2 separate regions of the Sus scrofa genome follow, and region 1 is linked to region 2. The links are chromatin contacts, called in public Hi-C maps. All regions are on one chromosome and are shown on one strand. Each heading gives the region's core, a stretch centred on a gene start, on an enhancer-like site or on the middle of the called end of the contact. The rest is flanking DNA. Distances are from core to core; before and after follow the strand shown.

Evidence for each region. Hi-C and Micro-C count contacts between places; a contact is called where the count stands out from the background.
Region 1: a contact with region 2 is called in a Hi-C map of epiblast stem cells, with 1.9 times the contacts expected there. The contact joins the promoter of BCAT2 here to the promoter of HRC in region 2. A contact is called at or near these places in 2 of 5 promoter capture datasets (fetal liver and liver), 3 of 47 Hi-C or Micro-C datasets (embryonic fibroblasts, epiblast stem cells and liver) and 1 of 2 datasets of contacts at active chromatin or transcription factors (alveolar macrophages).

Annotation. Positions count from the first base shown.
Region 1 is chr6:54,120,051-54,126,257 of Sscrofa11.1, forward strand. It overlaps BCAT2 (branched-chain-amino-acid aminotransferase, mitochondrial), which reads right to left and starts at 3,398. Exons shown (of 10, transcript XM_021094703.1): 1 at 3,200-3,398. The coding sequence starts at 3,223. LOC106510565 (a long non-coding RNA gene) reads left to right here. Exons shown (of 4, transcript XR_001309152.2): 2 at 502-621. It overlaps HSD17B14 (17-beta-hydroxysteroid dehydrogenase 14), which reads right to left. Exons shown (of 10, transcript XM_021094705.1): 7 at 6,133-6,207; 8 at 5,829-5,896; 9 at 5,620-5,716; 10 at 5,179-5,530. The coding sequence ends at 5,357.
Region 2 is chr6:54,338,257-54,344,620 of Sscrofa11.1, forward strand. HRC (sarcoplasmic reticulum histidine-rich calcium-binding protein) reads right to left here and starts at 3,382. Exons shown (of 6, transcript XM_003127287.5): 1 at 1,578-3,382; 2 at 1,428-1,498; 3 at 534-602; 4 at 219-273. The coding sequence starts at 3,171. It overlaps TRPM4 (transient receptor potential cation channel subfamily M member 4), which reads left to right and starts at 4,518. Exons shown (of 24, transcript XM_021094712.1): 1 at 4,518-4,652; 2 at 4,950-5,017. The coding sequence starts at 4,629.

The DNA of each region.
Region 1 (6,207 bases), core at 2,148-4,647, 220 kb before region 2:
AACCACATCCGTGCCCTGCCCCACCATGCACCGCCATGCCAGACCCTTAACCCACTAAGCGAGGCCAGGGATCGAACCTGTGTCTTCATGGATACTAGTTGGGTTTGCTACTGCTGAGCCACAGAGGGAACCCCAGACCCATGAGTTTAGACCCTCACCCCTTCTTCCCTGAGACCCAGGACTTGGACCCCCAGCCCCTCCTCCCTCAGACCCAGGATTCCAAGTGCTAAGTCTTTTAGGGTATTAGATCAGCTGGGCTCAGTTTACCTGAGGCCCCAAACCCGCAGATTGGACACCAGTGATTCTAATTCCCTTCAGATCCCAGGACTGAGGGACAGTCACATGGACCTAGAGGCCATTCTAGTCATCAAGGGGCACTGCTCAGATGAACACGTCTGTTGTGGTCCTGCCCGAGGCCAGCAGGGGAGAGCAGGTCTGGCTGCATCCAGGAGACTGACCTCTCCCCAGTAGTCTTTGACCTCACGATGCCTCTTTCTCCAGCCTGGTGGGAAGGCAGCTGTGTCACAAGGTTTGAGGACACGGAACAGCCTAGCCTGCTCCTGCCCTGTGAGCTGGGGAAACGGAGGACGGACGTGAACGGCAGAAGTCACTGGTCAGTAGGTGAGTCATGGGGAGCGGGGGGTGCAGGGGTGCACTGTCCTAAAATCTAAGCCGTGAAGTCTGTGGAGTGGTGCCAGATGGTGTGGGGCCTGAAGGCTTCTGGGATGATCAGTGTGGGTGTGGGTGCCAGGCATGGCCTCTAGGTGGCGATGTGTAGCCTGCCCCAGCCTGTGGTCAAGCTGCTGCCCAGGAGGGGACAGGACACCCACCGTAGGAAGAAAATACAGACACGCAGGGTGGAGACAGCCAGCATGTGGGCAGGAAAGCAGCCCTCAGAATGGAAGAAAAAAAAATAGGGAAGAGCAAGAATAAGAAAAAGATAGAGGAGTTTTTGTTGTGGCTCAGAGGAAACGAACCTGACTAGTATCCATGAGGATGCGGGTTCGATCCCTGGCCTTGCACAGTGGGGTAAGGACCCGGCGTTGCTGTGGCTGTGGTGTAGGCCGGCAGCTGCACCTCTGATTTGACCCCTAGCCTGGGAACTTCCATATGCCACAGGTGTGGCCCTAAAAGAAAAGAAAAGAAAGTATGGAAGTCAAGATAAAGAGAAGCCAGGAGAGAGAGAACAGGGAAAAGGGGAGAAACAGACAAAGACCAGACTTGCGATGACAGCACAAATGCAAAAGAAGGAGACCGAGGGAAATGAGGAAAGATGGGGAGAGATGGAGCGATGCCAGCACCTGGAGGGAAACAGTCCCAGGGAGGCTTAGAGACTGAGATATCCAGGAGAAGCCGGGAGGAGAGGCAAGACCGCACACCCACAAGGCAGAGAGGAAAGCGCCAGGCACTGTTTTCAGATTATAAGCCTGCACTGGCCACAGAGACCCTGCCCCCTGGAAGAAGCGACCTTGTTCCTCCAGGAGCAAGGGTCTCACCTCAGCTCGGAGGTCATGAACCTGACTAGTATCCATGAGGATGCAGGTTATAATCCACCCCCTGATACCCCAAACCCTGGGGGATGGGGCCCAGAGGAGATCTCCGATGGTAAACGGGCTTTGGGGACAAAGAGTGTACAAGGATTGGGGCTGAATTAAGAAAAGAGAAATGGTTGGTGGAGTTCCCGTCGTGGTACAGTGGTTGGTGAATCCGACTGGGAACCATGAGGTTGCAGGTTCGATCCCTGGCCTTGCTCCGTGGGTTAAGGGTTCGGTGTTGCCATGAGCTGTGGTGTAGGTTGCAGACGTGTCTTGGATCCCGCATTGCTGTGGCTGTGGTGTAGGCCAGTGACTACAGCTCCGATTCGACCCCTAGCCTGGGAATCTCCATATGCCACAGAAGCGGCCCCAGAAAAGGCAAAAAGACAAAAAAAGAAAAGAAAAGAGAAATGGCTGGGGGAGGGGGTGGATATGCACAGGGCAGGACTCCAACATGCTGGAGCCTTCTTGTTAAAGCTCAGGACTGTCCTAACGTGGCCCAGGAAGGTCACCATTAAAGCCAAGGATTGTCTCTATCATAGCTTAGCTGTCCTTCACACTTCGGGACTGACCCCATTTTACAGCCCGGGAAAGGTCTCTATCATGAGCAGGGCTGTCCTTGTCCCAGCAAGGGACCATCTGGACCATAACCCGCACATGACCCAGTCAAAGCCCAGGACTGATCCCCATGACATGCAGAACTGACCCACCATAGCCGAGGTCTCACAAGAAACCAGGACTGTCCTATGACAGCCCAAGATTCTCCGCATCATCACCCAGACTGTCCCCATCGCTGCCCGGAACTGTCCCACCACAGCCCAGCAGTGTCACCATCAAAGCCTAGCCCGCCTCGGTGGCAGTCCGAGCCTGTCTCAGTCACTCTGAGAAAGTAAAAGTCTGCCCTGCTCTCCATCAGGCTGGGATAAGAGTCCCAGATAAAGTCAACTACAAAGTTAACAGAAACCACTTTTCCCACCGTCAGGCTGCAGCTGTCAAGGGTTGTAAAGACACCCCCCCCACACACACACACCAAGTTATTAGTATTGTATCCTTGTTTTCTAAAACCACGGACCGAAGCTCTGCTTGTTGCCATCCTGTCCGTAAGAACGGAGGGTCCCCTTCTCGCCTGGACGATCTCAGTCACTGACAGGGAGATGCTGCCTCGGTCCCCCACCACCACCCCCGGGTGGAGAGTTCCAGATGAGAGGTTTCAGGGACACATGAGACATCTATCTTTAGTTCCAAGAAAACAGGGCGCTGGATCCAATTCCCATGAGTGACCTGAGACTGAACCCTATGCCTTCCTCCTACCTCTACCCCTAGGGGTCCGAGGTCCTGGGCGTCTTAGCCCGGCTCCCCCACCGGCTGCCTATTCCCTCCTAACCCATCCCGCCACCCCAGCCCCACGGCTCTCTCCTTATAGGCTCCTCCTCCACGTTCCCCTCCGTGTGGCTCCCATCTGGGTCCCCTTCCCAACGTTGACCTCTCTCCCCCTCCCCGCCTGGAAGGCCTTGTGCTGCTTTCTCCGGGGCCTCCTCCTCCTCGGCGCCCCGCGGCGGAACCCGAGTGCGGGAGGAGCGGGTGCCACGCCGGAGAGGCCACGGGCGAGGGGTCCACCCGAAGTGCGCCTCCCCGCAGGGTCTCCCACCCGGCCGCGAACCCACCTGCCTCAAGGCGGCTGCAGCCATGGTCCGAGCGGCGGGGATCTGTGCCCGGCCCGGGTGCGGCGGGCGAGAAAGACGTTCCGGCTCCGCCCCGCTCACGCCCCCTCGCGTGGGATGACGGCCAGCCCAGCGCCCTAGGCTGCCCAGGCCTTCCCAGTTATAGGGCGCTGGAGGGGGAACTGGGCCCTGCTGCAGAGCGCATGCGCCGGAACCCGCGGGGGGCCGGGGGGGAACCCTCCTCCCCGCCCCCGCGCAAGAGCCAGCGTGCAACGGCTTCCAAACTGCGTTTTAATAGATCCAGAACTGTTCCGGGGCGCTAACAAAGGCCAGCAGCCCGAGATAAGAGAGGGGAAACGCAGGAAGCAGTGATCTTCACGCACCACGATTCTTGGGGAAAAGCAAACCCCGCTCTAAATATCGGTGGGAGCAGAGAGTACGGAAAAACGCGCGGGAAAAGGGAGGGGACTCCGAAGAGGGCGGCAGGTGTGGATGGAGCAGGAGCTTCCCTCTGGATACTCTATTTGAATACAGGTTTTTCTTTGCAACGAGAAGATAACGTGTGCATTCTTTGTAACTTTTAAAGAGAAACACCCACACTGTTCACCTTGCCTCCTACCACCTCTTTTCATCAGTGGTAAAATTTCAATCCCCCACTTCATCAGAGGGCTTCCGTGAGCAGCCCTTAGAATAGGATTTCCTGGTTTATGCCCCTTCGGGAGTGTCTCCCCAGCTTCAGGACCCCCAGAGGCAGAGTTAGACGATTACAGCCCCGCAGGGTCCCTCTAATCGCCAGCTGGTCAAACCCGCATCGGTGTCCCCTACGCCACGCCACGCGGTCACTGTGTCCCCCCGAACCTTCCAGGAGTTCCCCCAACTCCTGCATCGGGGTTACTTTGACACCAAAATATTGTTCCTCTTGTGTATTCAAACTCAGTCCCTGGTTCACTGCGTCTCCGTAATTCTACCCTGCGACACTATGCCCCCAAATTCTGTCCCGCAGCCTTAACAGTCACAGGCCCAGGTGGTCAAACCTGAACGCTCTCCAGCAAAGTGTCTCCGCCTTCCCTCCCTCCTCCCCAGCCCTCTTCCCCCCTCAACCTTGGCTGGAGCCTTAGCGGTGCCGCGCCCAGGCCAGTTGGTGATTGCTGCACACACACCCCCGCCGCGGCCAATCCGCAGCAGTGATGCAGCTCCACCTCCCAGCCTGGGGGCCCCCACCTCGAGGAAACTTGGTACCTCCCAGCCGGGGAGTCATGCCACTTAATTTCCTCCTACCTCCCCTTTAGTTTCCCAGTCCTCTAAATTCAGGCATCCAGACACCAGCTCTTCCTTCCTCGGACCCCGGATTTTCAACCCCCGGTTTTTTCTTCCTTCTCGACTTTTGGGGCTGGCCACCCTCCTACTCTGCTGGCAGAGAGGTCTAAACTCCTTTCCCCTAAGGGCCAAGAATAAACAGGGAGGCCTTTTTGCTTTACCTCCTTCATTATTTCCAAATTAGAGTTTGATTTACTCTCCCCTGCGGGCTTGTTTAATTACTGCTCGGTAGCAGCCGGCTGGCAATACTTTTCCCAGGAGCCCCCGGGTTGCTCCTGCCGCAAGGCCTTCTGGAAATCGTAATCCCTGGGGTCCAGGCCTCCAGTGGAAATGGGGGAGGGCAAGGATTAGGGTTTTTTGGTGGTTTTTTTTTTTGCCTTTTTCTAGAGCCACACCTGCAGCATATGGAGGTTCCTAGGCTAGGGGTTTAATCGGAGCTACAGCTGCCAGCCAAGGCCAGAGCCACAGCAATGCGGAATCTAAGCCATGTCTACGACCTACACCACAGCTCACGGCAACGCTGGATCCTTAACCCGCTAAGCAAGGCCAGGGATCGAACCCACAACCTCATGGTTCCTAGTCGATTCTTTAACCATTGAGCCATGATGGGAACTCCGAGGATTAGGGTTTTAAGGGGCCAAAATAAATGTAACGATGCCCTCCTCTTGGCTGCAAAGTGCTTTTATGGAAAGATGTGGGGTGGTCTGGACATTGGTAAGTGGGCTTAAAGTCTGGCGGGGGGCGGGGGGGCGCAGCAGCTGAGAGGTGGGAAGGGGAATTTGGGAGACTGAGTTTGCGATGGGAGAGCCCTGGTCCGGGAGGCCCAGGTGGAAATGTGGGAGATTAGGGGATCACAGACGCCCCTGCGGGGACGCTGCACTGCGCCGCCTTGCACCCAAAGCCCAGCTCCGCGCCCCCAGTCACTAGCAGCTCAATCCCGGTGCAGAAGCTGGCTTCGGAGGCCAGGAACACAGCAGCAGCCCCCACCTCAGCAGGCTGGCCCATGCGGCCCAGGGGCTGGGGAGAGACGAGGGGAAAAGCAGGTCAAAAGGGGCCCTCACCTGACCGCCACCCCCATTCCACCTGGATGGGGCCCCCACTCCTACCTGGGCCAGCGTGCCCTCTCGGATTTTGGCCTTGGGGTCAGGTGTTGATGCTGCCAGCTCTTCCCACAGCGGGGTCCAGATGTTTCCTGGGGAGATGCTGGGGTGAGGGAGCAGAGGGGATCAGGGAAGTTGGCTGCAACAACACCGCCCCCCCCAGTCTTGAAGGCTCCCCCCACCCCACCCCACACTCGGCCCAGGGAGCTGCTCACCAGTTGACGCGGACGCCATATTGACTCTCATCCAAGGCCAAGGCTTTGGTCATGGCTGTCACCGCCCCCTGCAGAAGACGGGCGGGGAGACAGGTTCAGACCAGGGAAGATGAGGGTCCTTTTGTCCTCTCCTCCCAACCGGGGTCATCAAGCAGGGCCATCAGAATGGGGAAGGCGCGCCCGCTCTGCAGGTTTCCGTTGGGCTGCACCATTTCTTGGGAGACGCTTGAGGCCAACACATCACAGGTGGCCATGCCTCAGGGCTGGGGTCCTGAAGAAGCAGGGGGGTACCATGGCCGCGTACCTTGGTGGCCACATAGGGAACTGCCTGGGACTGGCCGATCGCCCCGACCAGGCTGGAGATGTTGATGACGTTGCC
Region 2 (6,364 bases), core at 2,132-4,631:
CTCTTCAGCCAATCCTAAACGCTTAGGCTTTGACACCTATCCCCGACTTTCCCTCGGCCCAGGCTCCGCCCCTCCGTGCTCCTGGAGAGCCACCGTTGCCGTGCCTTGGCCACGCCTCCCCATGTAGCCACGCCCCAGGCCTTCTAGGCCTGCCACAGGTTGGCTCCGCCCCCACTTGCCCCTTCGGAGGGTTTCTCCTGGGCCCCGCCCATGCTCACCTGGACTGCAGACTGTTTCACAGACCAGCGGGCAGAGGTAGCAGAACTGGCAGTGCTGGGGTGGGGATGGGGAGAGAGAAGGAGCGGTAGGACGCGGTGGTGGCAAGGGGGAGTCAGGATGGGACGTGGGCGGTACAGGGGCAGGAGGCTAGCTCTTTGGAGGTTAAGGTCAGTTGGAGTTAAGGCTGCAACAGGACCGAAAGGTTAGGCGAGTTTGACGACAGAGGCCAGGATTTGGGGCTGGGGTTGGGGTGCTCAGATGGTCCCGAGCCATCCTGAAGCCTGGCGGGTCCTTGAGTCTGGGAGAAGTCTCACCTGGCACTGGTCGCAGTGCTCTCCCATGTTCTCCTCGTCACAGTGACAGTTCTCACATTCAGTGCATCGCTGGGGACCAGAGGAGCCTGGTTAATGGAAATGTTTTGGAGCCGCCGGGCAGCCCTCCAACCTGCCCCCTGGACTTGACTTAGTTCTCAACCTCTTGCCTTTTTTTTTTTTTTTTTTTTTGATTTTCTAGGGCCATACCTGCGGCATATGGAGGTTCCATATGGCTAGGGGTCTAATCAGAGCTGTAGCTGCCCGGCCTACGCCACAGCCACAGCCACGACCACAGCCACAGCCACGCGGGATCCTGCGACTTAGACCCCAGCTCACAGCAACGCCAGATCCTTAACCCGCTGAGCGGGGCCAGGGATGGAACCCACAACCTCTCATGGTTCCTTGTCAGATTCATTAACCACTCCGCCACGAAAGGAACTCCCAATCCTCAACCTCTTTACCTCTAACCTTAAGCTCAGTATCTCCACCAGTCTGCTTTCCGCCCCCTCGTTTCCCTATTGCAGGGCGCCACCGCGGCCTCCCATCACTGTGGCCTGGGCCCCCCACCCCCAGTCCTCTCTTTACCTCCTCTCTCCATGCGCTCCTCCCAGCCTGTCAGTCTACAGTCCTCCTGCCCCCACTGCCTCCCTGTACCCTCCTCTCTGTTCCCACAGCCTTGTAGCTCATGCCTCACCCACCCTTTCCTGGACCATTGTCCCAGCTTCCTCCCCAGCATCCTGGCCTCCAGATGTCCCCCACGTAGCCCCAGAAGTGTCGCTGTTCACTCAGAACTGTCCCTGACCCTCCTTTTCTCAAGGCCCTCCCAAGGCACACCAGAGCCCTGGAAGAAATTCTCAGGACAGCTGGGTGGATGGATCTGGGTTGGGGACATACATTGCAGAAGGAGCAGTAGCCACACAGGGATCCTGGCTGGTAGTTTCCGTATTCCTGGGCACCCTGGGGACCTGGGGGGACAAGAAAGAGGGCAGCAGTGACCCGGGCTGACTCTGCTCTTCCCCACCCCCACCTAGTCAGATCACTTACCCACGTCCTCACCACTCTCCTCCTCGCTGGAGGCACCTCCCGCCTCCCTCCCAGCCAGTGGGTTGGGGATGATGGTGACGGGCAGCTCCTCCTCCTCCTCGTCGTCTTCCTCCTGGTGGTCCTGGCTCAGTGGGACCCAAACCTCAGCCCTCTCTTCCCTCCTCTCCTCCTCCTCTTCTTCCTCCTCCTCTTCCTCCTCCTCCTCCTGGCTCAGGCTGAGGCCATGACCTTCCTCCTCGTCTTCCTCATCCTCCCGGTCCAGGCTGCCCTGGTGGGTGCCTTCTCCTTCCTCTTCTGAACCTTCACCATCCTCTTCAGGGGAGCTGTGGTCCTCTTCCTCTTCCTCCTCGGAATCACCCTCCCCTAAATGGCTTCTATCCTTGACCCCCATGTGTTCCCGGGGACGGGAGCTAGTCTCTTCTTTGATGGATCCTCTGTGGCCTTGCTGCCTGTGGCTGGCAGGCTGGTGGCCAAGCTTGGTGGAGATGTCCTCATCTTCCTCCTTGAGGACCCCGGGGTGGTGACGACCAGGGCTCTCTCTCGTATATTCGTCTGGGAAGTCCTCCTCCTCCTCAGTGCTCTTGTGGCCTTGGGCTTGGGGGCTTGCAGCATGGTGGCTGAACTTGACCGTGATCTCCTCCTCTCCTTCCTCCTCCTCATCTCCAAGGCCATGGTGGGTATGTCTGGGAACCTGGTGCCAGTGTTCAGTGGATACGACCTCATCCTCATCTTCCTCATTTCTGTGGCCTGGGTGTCCGTGGCCAGGGACATGATGGTGGTGCGAGTCTGAGACGTCTCCATCCTCTTCCTTCTCGTGGCCTTGATGCCCGTGCGTCTGATATTTGTACTCAGCGGAGTCACCGTCATTGTCGTCATCTTCTTCTTCTTCATGGCCTCGGTGTCTGTGGCTGGGGCCGTGATGGTGACGTCCAGCTGAGACGTCTTCGTCCTCTTCCATCCCGTGGTCTCGGTGCCCGTGGGCCTGGTGTCCATACTCGGTGGAGATGCCGCCTTCCTCCTCCTCTTCCTCCTCCTCTTCTCCATGGCCTCGGCGTACATGCCTGATGATATGATGGTGTCGCTCGCTGGACACAATTTCATCCTCATCCTCGTCTTGGTGGCCGTGGCTCCCATGGCTGGGGAAGTGGTGCCTGGGCTCAGCTGAATCATCCATGTCTTTGCTCCCACGGCCTCTGTGCCCACCCGCCTGCGGAGCATGCGCTGTGGTTCCCTCCTCCTCAGAGATGTTCTCATCTCCCACCTCGTGGCCTTGGTACCTGTGGCCTTGGCGGGGATGGGCTGCTTTGGAGACATCTTCTTCCTCTTCTCCGTGGTCTCCAGAGGCCCAGAAATGATGCCCACTCTCCGTGGAGACATCGCTGTTCTCATCCCCATGGCTTCTATGGCTATGCCCGGAGTGACCGAACTTGCCTGATGCGTCCTCTGTGGGCCCGGGGATGCCTGCGTTGTTGTTCAAGTTGCTGGGGCCCAGCCCAGCCCCTCTCAGCTGCTGGGTCATAGCAGGGGGGAGGAGCAGGCTGGCCACAGCAGCCCAGAGGAGAGACGCCTGCAACCATGGCCCAGGGTGGCCCATGGGGACAGACCAGCAGCAGAGCTTCTCCCTGGGCTGGCTCCCGCTGTGGCTGAGGCTATGTCGATGAATACTGGGGTCCCTGTCCCTTTGGGGTCCTTCTCTTTCTTTCTCCCTGTGTCTTTCCTTTGCTGTGTCTCTCTCTGTCTCTGCCCTCTGGCCCTCACTGCCAGGCTCCAGACACCCCTCTGAGACAATCTCCAGAACCCCCTGACCCCCTCCGCCCCTCCCTCCCGCTCCCCAGCCAATAGGGTCTCTCCCCTCCCCTCTCTGTGGCTAAATTTACTTTCGGCCCGGAGTTATTCTGGGTTAGGCCCGGCCTGCCCCTCCCCTCCGGCTCTTTCTCCTCTCAGCTGGGGAGGGGGTGAGAGAAGGGGTCTCTCTTTGGCCAGGAGAGGGGGCCAAGGGACTTGATTTTGAATGCCGACAAGTTCCGGTTTGGCAGCTGCAAAAATGGTGTCAAATTTTCAGTGGGCCAATTTGGGGGGAGCCCGGGCCATGGGAGGAGGGGAGCGGGAAGGGTGTATTTGAGGGGAGAGACCCCTGCCAAGGAAGGATTGGGGGTTAGATTATGGGGAGTTTCCGGCCAGAACGGGCGACTTTGCTGAGATGGTGGATGCCCACAGGGAAGCCCTGGACAGGGGTGAGAGGAATTGTGCTCCAGCGTGCGTACCCATGACCTCCTGTCCCTGGAACTCAGATCTGGGGGCAGGGGATGGGGCCAGGCCAGGGCTATAAATACAGCAGGGGGTGTGTGTGTGCAGGGGGCTCAGGTTACTCAGGAGGCTGCAGCTGTCCCTGTCCCTGGAGAGCTAGCAGGAGACATGGGGGCCCTGCCTGTGTATCAGTACCTCCCCCTCATCCTATCACTGCTGTCCTCACCCCTCGCTCTTTGGGTTCCCAGCCTTCTCTGTGGGTTCCCTTCTCTCAGTTCTTGTTTCTTCACCCGCTCTCTTGGAGTCCCTGTCCCCCTCCCCAGGATTCTGTCCCCTTCTCACTCTCAGGCTTCTGTCTCTCCCTCTCAGTCTGAGTGTCTCCGCCGCGCCCCCACCCCGCCCCCGCCAACTTCCTTCCAAGCACCCCCCCCTCGCTTTGGGTCGATGTAGCCCCTCGCCAATCTCTGTCCCCCCTTTCTGATTCCCTGTCCCAACCTAAGGCTTCGTGTCCCCATCCCATCCCCTTTTTGTGTGCCCTCTCCCTCATCACTGGCATTTCCTCTCTGAGTCCCTGTCCCCCACCCCGGGTCCCCGGCCCCCTCTCCCCGGGTCTCGCCTGCCGGTCCCTCAGACCCTTTGCCCCGCCTCCCGCTCTGCGCGTCTCCGAGATTCCCCGCCCCCTAGACCTGGCCCCGCCCAGGCTGGGCTGGGACGTAGTGGATCCGGTTTGTCCCGGGCGCGTCTAGAGCCCGGGTTGGTTGAGGGAATGCAGGGAGTCGGATAGTTTGCAGAGGCTGCAGCAGCATGGTGGGTGCGGAGAAGGAGCAGGTACAGCGGCCGGACCCCGGGTCTGAGGGAACAGGGAGCTGGGGGCCGGGACCCCTGGTTCCCGGAGAGGAGGGCGCTGGAGACCCAGATTCTTGGGTCAAAGAAGGGGGCTGCTGGGGCCTCGGACGCCTGGGTCCTTGGGGACAGATGGGGGCTGGGGGGAATCGAGTCTCCTGAGTTTGGGGGAGGCGGGCGCTGGGGTCCTGGACTCCTAGGTCTAGGCTGGGGCGCGGGTGAGTCACTCTGTGTCCCTTAGGACTGAACTGGTTCCCCTTCACCCCTTGTTCTTGTCCCCAGAGCTATATCCCCAAGATCTTCAAGAAGAAGACGTGCACAACTTTCATCGTTGACCCCACAGATCCGGGGTGAGGAGCCCACCCGGGGACCGACCCCAGATGTCCACCCCGCCCACCTCAGACCCCGCCCTTCGGCTCCTCCCCTCCCCCAGTCCTGTCCCCGCAGACACTCCCAAGGGCGTTCCCTGGTGGCTCTCTCCCTCGGGGAGGGCTTCGGTCCTTCTGCAAACACATCCAACTAATCCTTCTCACGCTCAGGGTCCGTGTTAAAGCCCCAGGGCTGGGTTCCGTTTCTTTCCTTCCTCGTGTCTCTCCCGTGTGTCTCCGCCTCCTGGTGTCACTTTCTCTGTTTTTCTCTCTCGACTGTCGCTGTTTCATTCATTCGTCCACTCCTCCAAGAAACCCTCACTCCGCACGTCCAAGGGGGCATGATTTTCAAGAGCACAGGCCCTGCTAGGGTTCTAATCTCGGCTGGGACACGTGCTGTGTGGCTTTGGGCAAAACGTTTCACCTCTCTGGGCCTCATCCGTCATCTGGGCATAAAAACAGGCTCTGGCTCTACCTGCTGGAATTCTTGCGCGAATTAAACAAGTTAATGCTTGTGATACTTCCGAACGTGCCCAGCACATGGTAAGCACTGGAAAATAGCTCTGGTTCCTCCAGGAAGGTAGCAGTTACCTAGTGTGTGCAGGCTCTGGGCTGGTGCTCCGTGGCTGGGCGGTGGCCACCCTTAGGGACTCCTGGCCTTCAGCAATGTTTTCTCAAGGGGTTTCCGGCTTCCTGGTGTCCTCAAGATGATCTTTGGGGTGTGGGAAATACCAACATTCCTAACTTGGTATGCGTATTATTATGAATTTATTAGTGCAGGATGGCTTGAATTATGTATAAATAGACATATTATTTAGGGGTGAGTGCTCAAAAACCTTTTGCAGATGGAAGTGTGGTCCAGAAAGTTTAGGAACCTCTGCTTTGGTGGGAGGAAGAGGATTCTAAGGCGAGAGGATGGGAGCTGCCAAAGACATGCCACTGTGCCTGGTGGGAGCCAAGAGGAGGCATCTGGCTGAGGCTGCGGAGGCCCTTGGGGTGTCACCAATGGCTCCTGGAGGGGAGGGCAGTGAGGTGACATTTAAAGGTGACAAAGTTGGAGTTTGAGAAGTTCCCTTTGTGGCTCAGTGGAAATGAGCCCGACTAGTATCCATGAGGATGTGGGTTCGATCCCTGGTCTCACTCCGTGGGTGAGGGATCTGGCATTGCCCCAAGCTGCCGTGTAGGTTGCAGACTTGGCTTGGATCTGGTGAGGCTGTGGCTGTGATGTAGGCCACCAGCTGCAGCTCTAATTCAATAATTCAACCCCTCGCCTGGGAATTTCTGTATGCCACAGGTGTGGCCCTAAAAAGCAAAAAAAAAGAAAAAAGT